Regions from separate parts of the Zea mays genome. Here region 2 is linked to region 1. The links are chromatin contacts, called in public Hi-C maps. All regions are on one chromosome and are shown on one strand. The core of a region is the stretch at or near the end of the contact, and the rest is flanking DNA. Distances in the headings are between cores, read along the strand shown. Region 1 holds the start of LOC100282847 (UDP-glucose 6-dehydrogenase). Region 2 holds the start of LOC100383349.

Evidence for each region. Hi-C and Micro-C count contacts between places; a contact is called where the count stands out from the background.
Region 2: a Hi-C map of leaf shows a contact between it and region 1, with 3 times the contacts expected there. The contact joins the promoter of LOC100383349 here to the promoter of LOC100282847 in region 1. A contact is called at or near these places in 9 of 25 Hi-C or Micro-C datasets (bundle sheath, ear, endosperm and 3 more).

The regions. Positions count from the first base shown.
Region 1 is chr5:7,131,016-7,135,191 of Zm-B73-REFERENCE-NAM-5.0, reverse strand. It overlaps LOC100282847 (UDP-glucose 6-dehydrogenase), which reads right to left and starts at 2,461. Exons shown (of 2, transcript NM_001155753.3): 1 at 2,291-2,461; 2 at 1-1,375. The coding sequence starts at 1,354.
Region 2 is chr5:7,268,367-7,272,542 of Zm-B73-REFERENCE-NAM-5.0, reverse strand. LOC100383349 reads right to left here and starts at 2,154. Exons shown (of 7, transcript NM_001366815.1): 1 at 2,024-2,154; 2 at 401-1,592; 3 at 1-7. The coding sequence starts at 1,578.

The DNA of each region.
Region 1 (4,176 bases), core at 1,212-3,711:
GGTCGACGATGTTGCGGCCGTCGAAGACGAAGGCGGGCTTCTGCATGTTGTCGAAGATCTTCTGGTAGTCCAGGGTCTTGAACTCGTCCCACTCGGTCAGGATGCACACCCCGTGGGCGCCCTTGGTGGCCTCGTACGCGTCCCACACGCAGCTCACCTGCTTAATGGCCGTGGGGCTCGTCGGTTGCAGGTGCATCGGGTGGTCCCAGTCGAACTTGTTCATGGCCAGGTCCCGCTGGATCTGGTCCTCCGTCACCTGGGGGTCGTAGATGCTGATCTGGGCCTTGTCGCCCAGCAGGCCCTTGCAGACGTCAATGGCCGGGGTCTCCCTGGTGTCACCGGTGTCTTTCTTGAAGGCGAAGCCGAGGACGGCGATCTTCTTGCCGGCGACGGTGTTGAACATGGAGGCCACGACGCGGTTCACGAACCGGCTCTTCTGGTAGTCGTTGATCCTGATCACCTGCTTCCAGTAGTTGGCCACCTCGGGCAGGCCGTTGCACTCGCAGATGTACACCAGGTTCAGGATGTCCTTCTGGAAGCATGAGCCACCGAACCCAACACTGGCGTTCAGGAACTTGGGGCCAATTCTCGTGTCCTTGCCCACGGCGTAAGCCACCTCAGAGACATTGGCTCCGGTTGCCTCGCAGAGAGCGGAGATGGCATTGACAGAGGAGATCCTCTGTGCCAAGAACGCATTGGCGGCGAGCTTGGAGAGCTCAGCGGACCACAGGTTGGTGGTGAGGATCCTGTCCTCGGGAACCCAGTGAGCATACACATCCTTGAGAACCTGGACGGCTTTCCTGCCCTCGGGGGTCTCCCGGCCACCGATGAGCACTCTGTCAGGCTTGAACAGGTCCTCAATAGCAGTGCCCTCTGCAAGGAACTCCGGGTTGGAAAGGATCTGGTAGTTGATGCCCTTGCTGTTGTGGGTCAAGATCTTCTCAATAGCCTCAGCGGTCTTGACAGGGACGGTGGACTTCTCGACAACGATCTTGTCAGACTTGGAGACATCGGCGATCATACGAGCAGCGCTCTCCCAGTAGGTGAGGTCGGCAGCCTTGCCAGCTCCAAGCCCACGGGTCTTGGTGGGGGTGTTCACCGAGACGAAGATGATGTCAGCCTCAGCGACGTGCTTCTCAACATCAGTGCTGAAGAAGAGGTTCCTGCCCCTGCACTGCTTCACAACATCATCGAGGCCGGGCTCGTAGATCGGGAGGGTGTCGCTGTTCCATGCCTCAATGCGGGGCTTGGAGATGTCAACAACGACAACCTCAATGTCTGGGCACTTTAGGGCAATGACAGCCATGGTTGGGCCACCGACATAGCCAGCACCGATGCAGCAGATCTTCACCATCTTGTCGGATAGATCTGTGACCTGTAATCGAAAGAGTTGCTACCTTAGTGGATCGTAAAGTATAACACATACCCTGATGAGCATCTGACAGATGGGACATGTCAACCAAGTTTCCCAAGTTAACAGAAGCAATCAGGATTCAGAAGCAAAGGCACCAGATCCTGAACACTACTAATGCACGACTGAAATAACAGAGCATAGCCAAACATGCTCTTCCAAAGCAACTGTACACCAGGTCAAACCACATCTAATATAAGGTCTGTTTTGGGTGGAAGTTTCAGGACACATTCAGATCTTATATTTGTCAAAGCAGGCACAGCACATCTTAGGCTTTCTGCTGATCAAGATTGGGTTGGCCCCATATCACTTTTCTCCACCGAATACATCTGAAATAGATGTTTTCTAAAACATTTCCTTAGACGAACCAGACAACTTAAGTAACCACCTATTAATATATTACACTACCGGGCACCAGTGATCCATTCCCCGTTACGTACAGTTCAGTTTCTTAACACAAAGACCACCTAAACAGAATGAATGAAAGGGCCGGATACAGACGCACAACCGCCAAATTTTTAAAATGAAACTAGTCGTATATGAGCAGGCGTTTAACAGTGATCAGCAAGAAAGACCTGAAACCCAGGTCCAGCAGGGGGGCAAAGGAAGCAAAATCTAGGGGCGCAAATCCTGCTCATCCAATACAACGCATAACCGTAACTCCTATCAGATCCACACTACAAAACTGCCAGATCTGGAGGCACCGTCTCCCTCAAAGAACGAACTCGAGGAGACGACTGCTTGCAGAACTTAGTCGCGGGGGTAAAAAAAACTAGCCACGGAATGAAATCACGATCCTCAAGTAACTAGCATGATCAGGCGCGGAATCAGGAAAGGAAAAGTCGAAGTAACCGCGTGGGATCAGGGAGCGAGCCTCACCAGATCTCGAGGGACTGCAGCGAGATCTCGCTCGAGGAGGGCGGTCAACCGCACCACCGACGGAGAGAAGAGGAGCGGCGATCTCTCTCTGCCTTCCTTGGCGCGGTGCGTGGGAGAGGAAGAGGAGAGACGCTCGCTGCCTACGAGTTGTGTTGTGTCTTGTGTGTGTGTGTGCAGAGGAGAGGCGAGGCCACGAGTGCTTAAATACGCCGCCCCGCAAACCCACCGAACCAGATCTACCCTTCCCCTTCAAAAACAAAAAAACGTGCCGTGTCCAGTCTGTCCCGTAGAGACGGAGAGAGAGTAGTAACCGCGTCAAGAATGGTCAGAAACCAGAGAGGCAGAGAGAGTGGTGAGGTAGCGGTGGACGACGAAGACGAGTGCTCATGCATGCCACTGCCACCAAACCTGCATTAATCAAAGGGCTTTGACATGAGTCCATGGCACTCCACCCAACCGTTGCCTTCTATGCAATCAACCTCCTCACAGAAAAAAAAAATCTCAAGCACCATCAAGCGCATAAACGAAGCTTCTCCCTTTTTCCTTTTTTCCGTTGCTGATTGAGCAGTTTTGGTGTAACTGAGCAGTCTGATTACTCTCTCTGATCAGATCTGCCCCTTCTACCTTCTCTCGTTCAGTGCACAGGCGAGATGAGATGGTTGCGTGCATGTAGCCCATGAACCGGACGCAAGCCAAGCAACATGGTCTGAAGAATAACCTAAGAGCTGATGTAATTTAATCCACGGTCAACTAACTGGCAGCAAACAAATAATTGCGCTCTGAACCATAAAATATGATAATATGAGTGTGTTTTGATTGGCTTTTGGATTTAGCTTTTGTCCCATCAAAGCCAAATAAAAAGGTTGCATCCAGAAAGTAGTTTTTTTTAAAAAATCGGTTTTCTCACGGTGTAAAACCGAAAACATCTCTGTACTTGCTTTTAACGTCTTTCAAATGAAATTGTAAATATATAGTTTTCACCAAACGGGTTTAGCGGTTCACAACTGACATTAGCTTTTTTTCATATCTCACAGTCTATACTAACCAAACACACCCTTCCAGCCGAGGACGCAAAAATTTACAGCGTTAAGTGGCCGAGACGCGAGAAATGCAGGCCGGATCAACGGAACCGAGGCAGTAGAAATTTTCGTAGCCTGGAGCCCTGGACAGAGTCAAATCCATGAAACTGATGCTGACGCTTCTGCCAGTGATTACCTCCACCAGACAAAACGTGTGTTCTGAACTTCTGTTTGCTGATTAAGAAACGGAAGCTAGATCTAGTGCGGGGAATACTCCAGCGCTGATGACTTGGTGCCACAAAAGTTACTCCTAAATACAAAACAAAAAGAGGAGGAAAATACTGGGCAGGACTTGTCTATGCACAGACGGAGTGTGAGCAGACACAAGGGAGCCTTCTCTAGCCTGTAGTCGCTGTCATTTGATTGATGCTAGAAGTAGACTGACAGAGACTCCATCTTTCTTTTCTCACTAAGCCCATTTACGAAAAGATCCTAGTGAGAAAGTTCGGCAATTTCTACAGTTCTAAAAGTCATGGAGCGGCGCATGCTGAAGCTAGCTACCAAGTCAACAAACGCCCCTGTTTCTCGCTTAGCTGATACATAGATTCTATGCATTGTACCTAGTACAAGTCGGCACATATATATATGCTATGCTAGTGAAGTACTGAAACACGTCTCACAAGCAAAATATTAGCTAAATAAATTTGAAAACATTCTCTATTTTATAAAACAATTTGCACTGTACACATCACTCCAGGAGCGATGACACCGACAAAAGGAAACACGGAGAGCCTCCCACTCCCAGAGAGACATTTCAAGGAACACCAGAGATCTGCACCGCAGCTGCGCGTTCCTCGCCAGCGATAG
Region 2 (4,176 bases), core at 905-3,404, 140 kb before region 1:
ATTGTTGCTGCAGTTTAGGACATTTGATTAGGTCGCAACACAGAAATACCAAATTGGGCAGTGATACTTAAAAAACAAATAAATATTTAATTTGATACAGAAACTGTAGACAATTGGCTAGTTTTAGCGTTCCTAGCAGAGTAAGATACCAAAACCCATCTGACTGGAAATAGTGAATGTCGTTACCAAAGAAGTGTTTGGCAGTTACATTTCGGTTGCAAGCCAAAATCTATCTATAGAAATAGTTAAGCCCACAGCTATAGGTGTTGCAGACACCATCACACTGTTACTGTGAAGAACCAGTATTAGTAAAGTTGCAGATTACTAATTTTAACATGAATATGAAATTAATCATCAATGATATGGACATATGGTGAAACTGCAGCACCTCAAAATTTACCTTCGCTCAAACATTCCATATGTTTGTGAAAATGAATCAGTTGATACACCGAATGAATTTAAAAGTGAATCAATTTCCATCTGCTCTTCACATTCATACATGAGGGGTGACTTTTTTGAGCAATGATCCACAGTTCCATCTGCACTGTATACAAATGAACTTGACGGTTGATGTGATATATCGTTTTGTCTGTCTTCATTGCTTGGCATAAAGCCAGAAGATTCTATGAGACCAGGGTTCGTTCCCCATTCAGCAGAATGCATTTCACCTCCACTTCCATTAACATGGTTTGTCATGGGCACTTTCTGACGAGGCAGTTCAACCTCACTAGATAATTTGTTTTGCTCATTGTTGTTCATCTTATGTTGGAGATCAGCAAAGTTCTGAAAGGTACAATAAACAGTGGAGGCACTTGTGAGGGTGGTCTCAGTATCACCAGGGAAAGACAATAAATTTGAGGTGAAAGATGGACTGTTTAAAGAGCCATTGTCCCAAACAACTTTATGCTTTACGGCATTCCCACCTGAAAGTTCTGCATGATTGAAAGTCAAATCACTGCACTCTTCATTGAGTCCATTGTCACTGTTGGATGCTTCCAAAGCCTCTTGCATTTGCACGAGAGCATCCCAAGTTCCATCCCGCGTATCCGAAATGTGGCTATTTCTTTGCAAAGGAGTACTATATGGATAACTCGCAATTCCTGTGCTACAACTACTTCCAAATGAGATAGCTCCCTCATCATTTTCATAGGAAGTTAGTTCTTCTGTATGATCAAGGCAGGATGCATTAGAAGGTCTACGCCGGTGGATGATACTTGTGTTGATATTTTTCATCCACATTCCTTCACACACTTCAGTTTGAGGAGGCCCCAGAAGGTAGTCAAATTGTTGATATCCTCCCACCAAAGAAGAATCATTATTCAGACCAAACTCTGCAGCATTTACAGGAAGACCTTGAGCTGCAAATCCCTGCTTTGAAACAGAACTAGTGTACTGTAAAGCTCGGCTACAAAATCCCTGATTAGCATCTTGCGGAATACAAAATGTGCTTGGGTCAACTGACAAGTCTTTTGCACTCGCCCCATCCACATTTACCAAATGTTCAGCACAACTGCTAGACTGAGGACACAACTGCGAATAGGCTGCCCCCCTGAACCTTGGAACAGGAGTGAAGCTCATGCTTTGATCAGCATCTGCAGGTGATTGGATCCAAATATTTACACATACTAGTTAGAATTAATCAGAGCAACAAAACCTGCAACAACTGTAAGACCCTAATTAACCATGACCTCTTATGACCTATTGCCCATGTGCTAAGAAAACTAAATAGAAGAATACTGCACAGTATAAAACTAGAACGCAAGCAGTGAGCTAGAGATTAAAGAAAGGCATGCCGCACGCGCTATCCCCCAACCCAAGCTTAAAACTCACCGAACAAAACCCTTGACCTCTAAAACGTCAAAGGGCGTCGATATTCTCACTGAAGAATTAACGAGCCACCTCAAAGCTCAAGCTAATTAACAACTAGAACGGCTACCTAAGCAACCAATCAACTACGACAATAGCTAAAGAAACCACCGAAGGAAGTAAGAAGCGTGCGCGGCGAGCTGAAGGGATGCCTTACTAGAAACCGGTGAGGTCGAGTGTAGCGGTCGCTCGACGGTGAGCTCCTGGACCCGCTCCTAGCTGCTGGATGTCTCGCGGGGTTAGGGTTTTGGAGCTGGGAGTGGAGCAGCCAAGGCGAGCACCAGTGAGGGAAGAGGAGCGCGGACTGCGCAGTGGGAACGCGGAAGCTGCCTGCCGACCCGTGCGCTTTGACTTCTCTTTCAGCGGTCGTGGAGCCGGGGGCAGCGGGGGCCGCCAACTGGGCCGTACCGGTTTGGCCCGTGTGAGCCCAACTGTCCAAGTATAAATTTAGGCCGTCGGTAACTAAAGATTAGTGACAACAATTTAGTCGTATTTAATTTATAAATAACCAAATAAAAAGATTAGTTCTAACATTGTCGGGGACCATAATTAGGGGTACCCTCAAGACGCCTAATTTTCAGCTGGTAACCCCCATCAGCATAAAGCTGCAAAGGCCTGATGGGTATGATTAAGTCAGGGATCAGTCCATACGAGTGACTCGATCACGTTTCGCCCGAGCCTAGCCTCGGCCAAGGGCAGCCGACCTCGAGAGACTTCCGTCTCGCCCGAGGCCCCCCATTTTACGACGGACACACCTCCGGCTCGCCCGAGGCCTTGGCTTCGCTTAGAAGCAACCCTGACTAAATCGCCGCGCCGACTGACCAGGTTGCAGGAGCATTTAACGCAAAGGTGGCCTGACACCTTTATCCTGACACGCGCCCCCCGGCAGAGCCGAAGTGACCGCCGTCACTCCACCGCTCTACTGACCAGTCTGACAGAAGGACAGCGCCGCCTGCGCCACTCCGACTGCAGTGCCACTCGACAGAGTGAGTCTGACAGGCAGTCAGGCCTTGCCAAAGGCGCCATGGGAAACTCCGCTCCGCCCGACCCCAGGGCTCGGACTCGGGCTAAGACCCGGAAGACGGCGAACTCCGCTCCGCCCGACCCCAGGGCTCGGACTCGGGCTAAGACCCGGAAGACGGCGAACTCCGCTCCGCCCGACCCCAGGGCTCGGACTCGGGCTAAGACCCGGAAGACGGCGAACTCCGCTCCGCCCGACCCCAGGGCTCGGACTCGGGCTAAGACCCGAAAGACGGCGAACTCCGCTCCGCCCGACCCCAGGGCTCGGACTCGGGCTAAGACCCGGAAGACGACGAAACTCCGCCTCGCCCGACCCCAGGGCTCGGACTCCGCCCTGGCCTCGGCCAGACGATCTCCGCCTCGCCCGACCCGGGGGCTCGGGCTCGGCCACGGCAACGGAAGACAGACTCGACCTCGGCTTCGGAGGAGCCCCCACGTCGCCCTGCCTAGGGCACAGGCCCGCCACGTCAACAGGAAGCGCCATCATCATCCTACCCCGAGCCGACTCGGGTCACGGAGAACAAGACCGGCGTCCCATCCGGCCAGCTCCGCCGGATGGGCAATGATGGCGCTCCACGAGCTCTGTGACGACGGCGGCTCTCAGCTCTCTTACGGAAGCAGGGCGACGTCAGCAAGGACTCGACCGCTCCAACAGCTGTCCCTCCACCAGGCTCCGTCGCTCCTCCGACAGCCACGACATCACGCCAGCAAGGTGCCAAGACCTCTCCGGCTGCCACATTGGCATGTACCTAGGGCGCTAGCTCTCTCTCCGCTAGACACATAGCACTCTGCTACACCCCCCATTGTACACCTGGATCCTCTCCTTACGACTATAAAAGGGAGGACCAGGGCCTTCTTAAAAAAGGTTGGCCGCGCGGGACCGAGGACGGGACAGGCGCTCTCTTGGGGCCGCTCGCTTCCCTCACCCGCGTGGACGCTTGTAACCCCCCTACTGCAAGCGCACCCGACCTGGGCGCGGGACGAACACGAAGGCCGCGGGACTTCCACCTCTCTCACGCCCGTCTCCGGCCACCTCGCCTCTCCCCCCTTCGCGCTCGCCCACGCGCTCGACCCATCTGGGCTGGGGCACGCAGCACACTCACTCGTCGGCTTAGGGACCCCCCTGTCTCGAAACGCCGACAGTTGGCGCGCCAGGTAGGGGCACGCTGCGTACTGACGAACAGCTTCCCGTCAAGCTCCAGATGGGCAGTCTCCAGCAACCTCTCCGGCCCGGGACGGTGCTTCGTTTCGGGAGTCTTGAGTTCATGTCCTTCGACGGCAGCTACGACA